2 separate regions of the Arachis hypogaea genome follow, and region 2 is linked to region 1. The links are chromatin contacts, called in public Hi-C maps. All regions are on one chromosome and are shown on one strand. The core of a region is the stretch at or near the end of the contact, and the rest is flanking DNA. Distances in the headings are between cores, read along the strand shown. Region 1 has its middle 7.3 kb from the start of LOC112755030. Region 2 holds the start of LOC112755031 (protein AUXIN SIGNALING F-BOX 2).

Region 1 (6,419 bases), core at 2,471-4,970:
TTCGACAGCCAGATCCCAAGCAGTCCTATTTTCAGCCATATCTTTATCCCAACTTCCTCCATGTTCATCTTGATTAGTTTCACCGTCTGCATCCTGCTCTGAGTCCTCCGAATCTTCTAAGTTCCTTACAACCCCTTCATCATCCAATCCAATTTTCTGCACCACTGTATTTTCATCCTCTAAATCTGAATTTTGCACTGCATCACCCTTCATCAGACATATGCCAACATGATGTTTACCACTCTCGTCCAAACTAACGTGGATCTCATTAACTACACTTGGTGGAATATTTTTTTCCGCTGTGCTATTCGAACAATTCTTTGCACCTCCGCCAATCTCTATTCCAGTTTAATTCTGCTTGTCGGGTGCATAAGGAACCTCACACTAATATATAAATATATTATTTTATTATATTCAATCAAATATAATTTTTTAACCTTGTAAACAAAATGATATGGAGCCTAGAAGATTAGAATAAACTTTCATTGTTTGGATTAATAATATAATAATGAAATGAAATGATTAATGATATAAGTCAACAAAAAAAAGGTTAATGGTATAATAGATTTCATATATTTTATTTAAAAAGATTCATATTTTTTGTTGCTCTCAATTTGGAGTACATTTAGGTGCTTTTTAATATTGATATTGGACCCATGCTGGTGTATGAGAATGATATGGGGGTGGGAGGTATCTAACAAAAATGTGGGTTCAGGGTAGTAGGAACTCGGACCCTTCGAGGACAGCAAGCAAAACCCACGGTCCGATTTCTTTGCGTTTGTATCTGCTTGGAGTGGAAGCAAAACCCACGGTCCGATTTCTTTGCGTTTGTATCTGCTTGGAGTGGAACTCGGACCCTCCGAGTTGCATGCAAAATTCTTCCTTGTGATATCATTGGGTCCGATTTCATGCATACGAATTTTCATCTCTCACCCAAACAAATCGGACCCTTCGATTTGTTACTAAAAATTTAAAATTCAAAGAAAACGCAGGGTCCGATTTCCTTCTGCCCACACTGACAAAAAACTGTCCCACAAATATGTCTGTTTCACCCCTAAACCATATCGGATCAAAGCACACACATGCCCCCCATTTCCAAAAAATTGAGCCACATTTAGGATAGAATGATGCGCTATTCTTTTAAACTTCATTCCACTCTTTTAATCTCTATTTACTATTTCACTGCACTCTTTTACACATAAATTTGGATCATTTAAATTTTAAATTTTTATTTTAAAGAATAAAGTGTGATATCTTACTTTTAAATATTTTTTTATATTTTTTTAGTCTTATTTATAAAATAAATAATAAAAAATTATACTTTATTTTCTAAAATAAAATTCAAAATTTAGAAAATTCAAATCTTTCACACCATTGAAAGGTAAAGCAAGGTTATGATGGGAAATGAATGGATAGGATGAGGGAGTACAGAGGACCACACAAATGGTCTAGTGATGTCACCCACTTAACCATTTTTGTAGAAAAAAAAATTAAAAATAAAAATAAATAAAAAACAGAGAATGAAAAGTTGTCGCAAAAGCCAAACCCACCATTGGAGATATCTTTGGCTTCGCTTTTCATTTCAGCATTGAGGAATTTCAACATGCTTGAAAAAAAAATAAAAAATAAAAAACTTAAAATTCAGTCTCTTATTCATTTTAATTATGAGAATGTCAATTTTAATAATAGTTTTCTCTCGTAGAATATATTACTATCTCTTAATTTCTTTCTTAAGGAGATGAATGGAGATATCTAGTTTAATATATGAACTGAATAAATTCATCTCTAAATAGCCCTTCAATTTTAAGAGGGTAATATTATATGTACCTATTTTTTGGTATACTATACCTTTTTAAAATGTTAAATTGAATTAGTGTAGATGTCGCATCATATTCAATAATTAAGAGACATGTATTAACTCAATGTATTAGGGAAGAAAAAGGATAAATTATTAAAATAGAACCAAAATTTTGTACTGCTAACCAAAGTATTTCTAAAAGATACGAAGAGTAAATAAGTTTTGGAGATCTAAATTAGATATTAAATATTTTTTAAATTTAGAAATTAAGTTTTGATACGATTTTTTATAAATATAAGTAAAAAAATAAATTTTTTTATCTTTAAATTTTAATGATTTCATCTCAAGTGAAGTTTTTGTGATTTTTTTTGTGAATTATCAAAATTTTTTAAAAACAATAATAGAGAGATTTAGAGATAGAATTTTGTTTTGATTTTTAGCATGCATCTCCTAAATAATTATTCAAATATTTTCACAAAAATGTGGATAATATGCTTAAACGTTTTGTCAAAACAAAATCATTTGTAATTTATAGAATTTATCTTTTTTTGTAATATTTTCAAATTTTTTAAAAAATTATTGGTCATAATTTTTGGCGTTATTTTAGTAAATAAGGAAAAGTTTTTTGTACCATTTTGAGTTTTTGACGGTTGAAAAAAAGAAAGAAGAAGACGAGTACAGGAACAGTAGAACAATTCTTTTTGGAAAAGCCTAAGGACATGTCTCCCATTTGTTTTTCAGTGCTTTGTAACCTAGCGGAGCTTAAGAATTTCCCATTTGAATTTTTGACTGTACGATGTTTCACAATCTCATGGTCAAACATCGAATATCAAACAGATAGAAAGATACTTTGGGTCCACACAAAGGCCTATATCAAATGGGCTTTTGAGGGTTAAAAACTTTGCTTTAACCATTAACCCCCTTTAAGTAACAAGGGTAGGGTAGGCCAACCTCAAAGAGCCATTCAACTGCACCAGACACTGTTTACAGAACAAATTACGCGACCAAAATGAGAAGAGTAAATCTGGTGCCTGCCAAGTACTAACAAAAATAAAAAACAGACCATGAAAATCCAATTTCGAGAGGAAATGGGTCACATATTAAACCAAATTTGTGTAGGCACAAGACAAAGTGTAGAATATAAGTGTTTAGTGGCAAGCAACTTTAGACCCTTTATGGAAAAGGGCACCTTATAATTATAAAAATGATAGGAAGAGTTTTAAGTGTATCGAAAATACCGGTGTTTAGTTGTTTTAACCATTGATTTGAATTATAAAAAATATATATAATATATATTAATTGAAATCAACGGTTAAAACAACTGAAACATCGGTATTTTCCGATATACTTAAAATTTTTCCAAAATTATAAGAACAAAATTCTTGTGAAGAACCTATACTGCAATCAGATAAGTGTCAGTGTGATCGGCAGTTTAAATGAACTAAGCGTGAAATTGTTCCTTGTGGTCTTACACTGAGTTTCGATAAATAATTTAATTTACTTTTGAAAAAATAGATTAATTAATAAATAATTATATTAAAAATAATTTATAAATAAATTATTTTGTATTTGAATTTTTAGTTTTAAAAGTGTTTATTTGATAAAAAAAAATTTATTTTTTTATAAGTTTTAAATAACTTTTTAGAAAACTGCAATTTGATTTTGAAAAATATACCAAACCTTAATAGTATTACTTTTCATAAGTTAAAAGTTCAAAAAAGTTACTTATGGTTGTTCATTTTTGGAGGGGAGGGGGGGGGGGTTGTTTCAATTATTGTTCAAATATATTGTATACTGATATTAATATGTACGAATCAATGTTGCAAAATTTGTTGGGGCTTTTAACGTATTGTTATCCTTCCAAAATGTCTCGATCTAGAATTATTAAAGCATGGTGTGACGTTTAATAAGAAAACCAAAAACCAACAAAATGAGGTTGCAACTTGCTACATAGCCCATCATCAGCTAGTCCATAAACCTTTCTAAATTGTGCTGAGTGACATGTTTGTTTTATCTTCTTAAAAAATAATTAAAAATGACTGAAAGACTTAATTTATTCTAATTATTCTTTTAAGTTTTTAATAAATAAATTTTATTTTTTTATTATTTTAATGTTTTTAAAAAATAACATAGATATCTAAATTTTATTCATTTAAATATCAGAGATAATTCCAAAAAGGAATTGAAACTTCCAATCATTACTCAATAAAAATAGTAGACTTGCTCTTATGTTGTACTTGTTTCCTCCACTCCAAAAAAAAAAACACAAAAAAATACACATACTCAAAATTGTATCATTAAAAATAAAGGAGTCACATTAGAAGTTAACACAGATAAAAGTCTGTGTCTCTTAAGTCTTAACTATCTTTCTTCCGTTTAATTTTTTTTAGAGAATGGTAATTAATTTTTTTTTTTTGGTAGTTAAAACGGAACCTAAAAACCCAGGGATGATAATGAAATTTGTTCATTAAGAAAAGTCGCCCATTTTATACTTCTGTAATATCCAAAGAATTCGTCGGGTGAATATCCTAGTGCAAAAAAAACAAGGAGTTTTTAGAAACCACTCTTCTTAAGTTCCACAAAAAGGAAAAAAAACTATGAACATCATTATGACACGAAAATAAGGTAGATATGTACGAATAATATATAATTTTTTTAGCATGCAATTTATTCTATATATATAGATATAATTCATCATAGCTTAAAAAAATTGAAAATGCATTATTATAACTTAAAAAATCCCTAAAAGATAATTAATTTTAACGAAAATGACCAGTCGTCAATTGAGTTAATAGAAGTTAATGTTAACGTTAAATACTGACGTGACAATTAACAATTATTATAATTACAAAAGTTACTAATGTTTCTAATTTTTATAATTTTAAAAGCATTCCAATTTTATTTTTTTTTAAATCATAATTTCCTTTTTCTAAAAGATGTAGATACAAAATCAGTACCCAAAAGATTTTGGCACCGACAAAATGGTACCTGACTTTTGTTACTGGCAAAATAGTCCCTAAAAGAATTTAAAAGTTGACATGCGTATCCCCGAGCTCGCCAGAGCAAATCTTTGGCAAGCACAATATTGACGTGGCCATCGTATTTTGGTGACCTGGCAAACCACCCCCCAAATCCCCCTCCTCAACACACACTCCCTCCCCGTCACAGCCCCCATCCCCAACACACACTTTTCCCCCATCGTAGCCCCCGCCCCATCACAACCCCTTCCCTAACGCACACTCCCCCTCCCTCCCTCAACACCACCACTCGCAGCAACAACAACTTCAACATCAATAACAACCTCAACAATCAAGGACCACCGTCACCACCATCGTAGCCACAACAAGGTCTGGCAACGAAAATCATAAACGAAGCAATGTTTTCAATTAGACAGTGAGGTCCATAGATCCTGGCAACGAAGAACGAAAAACCGTTAGCGGAAGCGACAACGTTGGCCTGAGGCTGAGCGGCGACCGCGTCCTACGGCGTATGCAACGAGAGGAAAGAGGAGAAGTGTGACAGAGAGGGATCTGGAAGAAGGAGCCGATCCAGTGAGATCTGGCGCTGATGATGCGCAAATCGCGGATTCAGACCAGGGCACTAGGTTTTAGGTACTTGTGGAAGTTGTGGTGGCGGAGGGTTGCAATGGGGAGGGAGAGGAAGGGGGAGTGTGTGTTGGGGAAGGGGGAGGGGGGGGGGACTGCGATGGGGAGGGAGGGAAGGGGGAGTGTGTATTGGGGAGGGGGCTTTGAGGGTGGTTTGCCAGGTCACCAAAATACGGTGGCCACATCAACATTGTGCTTGCCGGAGATTTGCTCCGGCGAATTCGGAGACACGCTTGTCAAATTTTAAAATCTTTTAAGGACTATTTTGTCAATAATAAAAGTCATGTACCATTTTGTTAGTGGCAGAATCTTTCGGATATAGATTTAGTATTTAACTCTTTCTAAAATTCTCATCTCTTCATCATCATCTACCAATCTCTTCATCTCCAATCTCCTCACACCCCCAATCCCCTTAACCATCTACCTCCTCCTCTTTCACTTACAACAACAAATTCAAATTCAACCGGTTGAGAGACAGAGAATTCGACAACAGCTAGTGTTGACGTCGAAAAAGATGGCGTGGACGGGATCGAAGATGGAAGGCGATGGTTAAAGAGTTGGTTAGAAGAGGAAGGTGTTGGCAACGGCGACAAAGGGAAATGAGGAGGATGGACATATTTGATTTGAAGGTTGTAAGTGAAGGAGAAAAAGACACTTAGCACAGGAGACTGGAGATGTGAGGAGATTGGAAAAAAAAAAAGAAAAAAATATTGGTGGATGATGATGAAGAGAGTTTTAGAGAAAGGAATCAAGGTTTTTTCTTTAAAAAAAATTTGGAATGTTTTTATATTAAAAAAATTAAAAGTATAAATAACTTTTGTAATTATTATAATAATTACTAATTGTCACATCAATATTTAATGTCAACTTCTATTTACTCAATTGACGATTTATCATTTTTGTCAAAATTAATCATCTTTTTTTTAAATTGTCAATAACATCTTCCAGAATTTTATTTGTTAGCGTCTAAAATTTTCATATACCAAGTTTTTAGTTAACTCTTATGATACTAATCC
Region 2 (6,896 bases), core at 3,102-5,601, 180 kb before region 1:
TTTTGAAGAAAAAGGTTTTTTTTTTTTATGGGTTCAAACATGGTCCAAAATTGAGGCGTCGAATTTCCAATTCCAACCAATTGATTAGTCATGTGCAGCTGCTTTAAATTAGGATAAGTGGATACCAACCATCATATCTGGGTCCAACTTTACTTATATGCTAATGGATCTGAACTCTACCCCAAAAGAGGGCTCTAATTAAAAGTTATAATTATGCTCAATCCTCATTTATCAAAGGCTTGGATGCTTGTTGATAAAAAGAATATACCTTAGAATACAACATGATATGACGCTGCTTCAAGGCCATAGCATATAATCAAATTATACTCACCAAACAGTAAATTGTTCTGAAATGACATTGAGAAATTGTGGAAAAATGCATACCATTCAGTGTTGATCAAGTTGATTTGTTATAAAATGCTAGACGGACCAAATATTGCAGCTTGATGCCTATTTTTGTTTTGGATAAATTGTGAAAAATATAATTTCACAATAACAAGAGAAGGAGCACTTGAAATTTGTTTCATACAATACTCAACACACGTATAAATATTTTTCAAGATTCAAAACATAAGCTTAGCACATTTGAACGGAAAGTTTTATATAATTTATAATTAAAACTAATTTGATTTGTGCTTAACCTCTTAATGGATATCAAGGTCACACTTTATCCTCGGAAACTAAAGTAACGTCTCATCAAACAAGTAGAGAAACGCTCTAAATCTATATAACAAGGTGGAGACATTATTATGGAATAATAATGATTAAGAACTAGGAAGAAAGTTAAGGCATCTAATATTTATGCATAAATCTAGCAAATGCAATGAAATAACAAACCAACCACTACACAAGGCTAAAATTGCATTAATAAGTCAGCCTAACGTACAAACTGCTCAATAATAACAATAAAATTAAAATTGACCTAAAAATGCACCTAAAGGGTCCATACATATTCCGGTGCATCTTTCCTCTTCCCAGCCAATGTCCGGTACAAGTACATCTTCTCCACCTTCTGCACATCATCCGGCTCGCAGTCGGCTGGCTCATTCTCGTTGAAGATCTCAACATTTAGCCTCGGCATCTTCATTGCTAGCACCTTGCATGCTCCAACGGTTACTTCGCACGACGACATCCAAAGGGATCGCATTGTTTCATACTTCCCTACGTCTGTCAGAAGTGCCGTGTTGCCGAAAGGGCAGTCCCTGATCTCAAGCTTGCGGAGCTTCTTGCATCCGTTCAGAACATAGAGCATCCCCTTGTCGCTCTCCCCGGCAAAGGCAATGGACAACATCTCAAGCTGCTCAGCATACATTCCGATGTAGAGGAATACCTTATCAGTCAGCTGGCCAGAGAGGGAAAGCCGCCTAAGACGCCTGCAAGATTGCACAATCGCCCCAAAACCTTCATCCAGTGGCTGATTTGTGTCGGGGTCGGGTTTTGTTGCGTCAAGGATGGCCAACCTAAAGCGGATAAAATTCGGGCAGTTCTTGGCCACAGTTATTAGGGCAGCATTTGTCATCTGGTGGCAGAAGTAGAGCAATGAGTGAAGTTTCGGGCAGCCCATAGATATCGCAACCAATCCCTTCTCTGTGACAGCCGCATGCTGACCAATGTTGTCGGAAGGAAAAACCCTCAATTCTTGCAATTCCTTACATGTGTTAGCTACAACACCTAGCCCTTTATCTCCAATGGAATCCATTATCTGCACACAATTATAAAAGTTATCAGCATCCACCAACAAAACAATATACATATAATTGGAAAAGATTTTGAGCCTGATGTGTTTACCCATAAGCGCTGAAGTTTCTTGCAGTGACGAATCAATTTTATCAAATCACTGCCTGGAATGCCTGCTGCATAGCTCAGGTTTAAGGATGTTAATTTCGGAAGAATAGGATACATAGCTGTGAGGCAGCGAGGAGTAACTTCCAAAAATCCCGACAAGCTTGTTATTGACTTGCACTTATTCATGGTAGTCATTAGCTTGGCGAAGGTCTCCATAGCTGGATCATGGACTAATGACCCTACTCCCAAATCTACTAGCTGAGGGGCTCGCGCCACTATCCTCTGGAGTGCGTCAAGGGGCACAGAGCGGTTTAATCTTAAGCTCTTAAGGTTAGGAGATCTTGCAACAAGTCTCTCAAGCACTCCAGTATTAATCTCTCCTTTAAGGCAAGCAAAATTAAGAGAGACAAGCGACGTGCAGCTGTCGGGGAAGCAACTAAGCCACTGACCCTTGTGATCATCAACTTCATTTTCTTGAAGGTCAAGTTCTCGAAGACGCCTATATTGCAATCCCGAAAAAATAAAAACAAAATGAAGAGTCAAGAACACACTTTTATCATCCTCCATTTCTATTGTATATAAGCAAAATAGATTTCTTAAACATGTTCATCCATAACCCCAACAATTGCACAGCAAACAACTTATCCTAAAAGAGAAGACAAAAAAAAATACTAATAACTTAACAAATTTAAACAGATCAATGTAGTACTCAGTAAAACATGACAAGTGAATAAGTTCACTTCAAACTTCAAAGCCATTCAACCACTTTTTCTTAAAGAGTACAACCAAATTATCAATTATCAACTGAGAAATATTCATACATAACAAAACTAAAACACTATAGCTACCAAACCAGCTAGAACCATCAATTTGTTACAAACCAAAAAGCAACACAAGATCAAAACCAAACAAAAACAACACAATCATCAAAAAAATATTCACCCTAAAAAGAAGAATCATTTCTTACTTGCAATTTGCAGCTATAGCAGCAAGACCATCAGTAGTGAACTCTTCACAGCTAACAAGAACAAGACTCTTGAAATTAGGGAAAGCACGAGAAAGAAGCTCAAGGCTCTCATCAGAGACAACCATTCTCTTCAACCTAAGCTCCTCCAACCCAACCTTCCCCTTAGCAAGTGCTTCAATCCATGGATACACAAATCCACCCCAGCCATGAGGGACCAAGCTGAAGTCAGCAAAGTGAGGCTTTCCCTTCAAAGTCAGAGACTTCAAAGAAGGGAACCTCTGAATCAACCTCTCAGGGGTTATAGAGTAGCAGTTACCAATGAACACTTTCTCTCTTGTGCATCTCTCTATTCTGTACCAGCTCCTGCACACTAAAGATAAAGCGTTCCTATCACGGTGTGAACCTACATACTCAAATATATGCTCTATTACCTCGTCTGGGAAATAATTCATCTCTTATTTTCTTCCAATTTTTCTCTTTTCTTAACTTAGCAGCTCAAACCCCCCAAAATTTCCGGGAAAGTTTCCATCTTCTCCGAAGGGAAGGGGTAAAAAAGGAAAAACAAAACAAACACCCCAAACGACTTAATCTACACCATGGTGGACCTAAGATCTGAAACCTGAGGGGGAAAAAACAGACCTTGGTATGAACAATGGCGAGAAAAACAAGATCTCTAAGTATAGAACATCATGAGAGATCTACAGAAGAGAAAAAAGGTACCGATAAAAATTGAAAATTTTACATTTCACAGAATAGATCTGCTTGAAGGGTAACCAAAATAGACACAAGTTTTCTCTACAGAACACAACTGGAGTAAGAGAAAATCGGGAAATGATGGAAAGAAAGGTAAAAAAGAAAAAAAAAACAAACAGGAAAAAGAAGAATTTTTCCGAATCAAATGGTTATGATGACGACGAGGATATCGGTTAAAAAAAAAATAAAATGGATAGATAGATAGATCTGAGAAAATCTAAGGTTGTTTTGCACAGATCGTAATTACATTATAGACTACAGAGAGGAACACACCTCAATAGCGGAAAGAAAAAAAACGAAACCCTTTTCTTCTCTTTCTGCCACTCTCACATGCTTCTTTCTTTGTTAAAGCTGAAACCCAAAGTCAGAGAGAGAGAGAGAGAGAGAGAGAAGAGAGAGAAGGGTTAGCTCAAAGCCCAATTGGTTGAGTGTGGATTGATTTATTTAACCATGGTTGGTTACCTGATCCTAATTCCTTAACTATGATAGGGTTTAGGGTTGGGCTCAGAGGTTAGAATGAAACGTTAAGCGTCGATTTTGATGATGGGATTTTGAGAGAATCTTGGCCGTTGAGTGCGTGAACATGCATGTGTCTTTGTCACTGCTTTCGAAGTGAACCCCCCTCACCTCACCTCACCTCACCTCACTACTTTCTTGTTTCTCTCTCCCCTTCTGCCAATGTCTTTGCAGTAATCAAGTACAAAGAGATTTAAAAATTAAATAAAATTAGTGTTTGGCTTTAACCAACTTAGTATGAAAATGAAACTTGTTATTTTTTTTAAGTAATCATATGAAATATGAATTTGATAATAATATTGTTCCTACCTTTTGCAGAAACCACAATTTAATGAAATTCGAAGATCTTAATTTGAACAATATGGATATCAGTTCAGAAGACAACTTACGAAAATCTTAATTTTCCTTTTCTTTTTATATTTTTTTATATAATTGTTATTAGGTATTTATTGTCTTTAATATATGTTTTTAATACTATGATTTGATAGCTTTATGAGTTAATAGTTTTATTTATTTTACAATATATTCGTTAATTTTTATTAATATCTTTGTTCGGTCATTTATGTCCGAAAAAATTTTTTGGTTTGACCCACTTTTTTTCTTCTTTCGTCACAAATCTTAATTCAGTCCTCTTTTTTTTTCAACATAACTATCCTTTCCTTTCTCCCATACAACATGCTTGTCTTTATCTTCTCTGTGGAATTCGTAACTGGCGTAAAATTAATGGGTATAGATTCAAATTGAAAAAATTGCTAAACCTAGTCTGACGAACATTTTTCATGATCCGTCGCCGTGTTAAATGCCCCTATCTGGTCATCCACATATGCCGAGGTAACCACGATCATGCTACATTCACCTGCGACATGTCCAAAAGAATTACACTTCTCACATATCAATTGTAAACATTCATATTCCATGCTATATTCATAGTCGTCTACAACCACTTTCCGAACAACAGGCTATCCCAAATTCACTTGAACACAAGTCTAAGCAAATTTGCCTCTCTCCACCAACTTGGTTGCAAGGTCTACCTTGACTGATTTACTTACAATGGAGGCAATATGCATAATCACTTTTTCATGGTAATATCATATATTCAATCTCGCAATTTTTATCCAAACCATGGTGTTCCCAAAGAAGATCTCACATGGTTTAAAATCCGAAGACCATAGTTTAACCGTGATGTAATGACCTAACATCATTCATGAACCCCTAATAAAACCTTCTCCCTATCTTTCCTGAGATCAAATTTGAAGAGAAAGTAATTGAACCCAACATCCAAAACTTTATAGCCACCTTTAAGCCTCCATACCCCTTTCAGTTTATGTACCAAAGCCATATAACTAAAGTGTTTCGCAAGAACCCTAATCACTATGGCCTTCTTGTAAGGTTCTAATAAAGTGTTCCTAACTTCTTCAGTAAAGCTAATCTTTAGAGGTGTTGGATCACCTTGTTTCTCCGTGACTACTGCTATCGTATCACCATCCAAGACATCAACCCTACCAAGTCCCAAGATTTCAAAAGACCCATCCCCTTATCACAAAACGAAACCTTATTAGTCACTCTAGCACTACCCTTACGTAAGTCTTTCTTGTCACCTGAAGCAACCCTCTTTGCACTCTCTCTGGTAATCTCCTTGATTGGTAAAATCTTACTGTGTTCTTCTCTCAAACACTCCACCTAGCTCTCACCAGTCACTCTTCCGTCGCTCATGTTATACTCTCCCCAAACCTATGTGAAAGGAGAACATACTCCTAAAACCTTAGTAATATGCTTATTTAATTATATTAAGCATCAATTGAAGGCTAAAAAATTTTAATATAGATTTGAAACATGATATTTTAAATATATTGTCTTTTTTGTTTTTTTTAAATATGAAAGACTATTTAAAAAAATGAAATAAAAAAGATCTCATTTTAATTTTTAATTTTTTATTTTCTGAAACCAGAAATGGGAGGGTATAGTTTTAATTTTAAATTGTTAAATTTTTTGAAACAAAAATTGAAAGGTCGAATTTTAATATTTTAATTTTAAATTGTATTCTTCTATATTTTTTTTCTATACATCTAGATTGTTTTATTTTTTCTTTTGAATTTTATATTTTTTCCTTCACGAGTTAATTTTTCATAATTTCACATATTCAAGTAAAATGACTCAAGGTAAAAAAAATATCTTATATCTTTCGTTAATTTAGTTGTTATTCCATTATTTGTATCAACCAAATAAAAAAAAGGAGAGCCAATTTTATACAATAACATAAAGATCGATCTTATGAGAAGAGAAATATGAGGAACAATGGCACAGTACCCTTTTCACCTTTTGCACCCACCACTTCATCACAATAAGATCTTGAACTCTCCACTATCACTTTTACCATTCATTATTCATATACATCTTACCTTGGTGACCTAGTCAATTCTCACCTCTTGTCTAAACAATATCACCTTCAACTCAAAATTTCAAGTATGTTCATACATGCAACACCTCACTCATGCATTTCACTAAATTATAATCTCTCTACTCAATCTCCACTAAAACCTTCACAATATACACACATAACCCTAGTTACAGTATCTCCTCACTTCATACAACACCTTAATCACTCATACCATCATCCCTTTAAATGCCAATAACCATTCACTAACCAACTTAGGAGCTTATTTCAAATAAACAAATCATCCAAAGTCTCACATTCTTCACCCTTTTAACACTAGCAACCATAAGTTAGTTTATCTTTTCATGAACCCTTAAGTGAGAGATAGGTGTAAGAGAGTCCAACTTGATATTTTATAACCCAAGAAAATTCATAAAGACTAATGGTTAAGAGTTTTCAAAGTGGTTCATATATATAAGAACAGTAAATTATAATGTATAT

Evidence for each region. Hi-C and Micro-C count contacts between places; a contact is called where the count stands out from the background.
Region 2: a contact with region 1 is called in a Hi-C map of an unstated tissue, with 2.7 times the contacts expected there. The contact joins the promoter of LOC112755031 here to the enhancer-like site in region 1. A contact is called at or near these places in 2 of 8 Hi-C or Micro-C datasets (leaf and an unstated tissue).

What each region holds. Positions count from the first base shown.
Region 1 is chr16:130,777,067-130,783,485 of arahy.Tifrunner.gnm2.J5K5, reverse strand. No RefSeq gene overlaps it. Among protein-coding and RNA genes, the nearest start is that of LOC112755030, 7.3 kb to the right of the region's middle. Within about 2 kb of position 3,720, at least 2 of the 3 cell types and tissues checked have open chromatin away from gene starts, as enhancers often do.
Region 2 is chr16:130,958,295-130,965,190 of arahy.Tifrunner.gnm2.J5K5, reverse strand. It overlaps LOC112755031 (protein AUXIN SIGNALING F-BOX 2), which reads right to left and starts at 4,351. Exons shown (of 3, transcript XM_025802909.3): 1 at 2,753-4,351; 2 at 1,789-2,284; 3 at 830-1,702. The coding sequence starts at 3,204. The coding sequence ends at 935.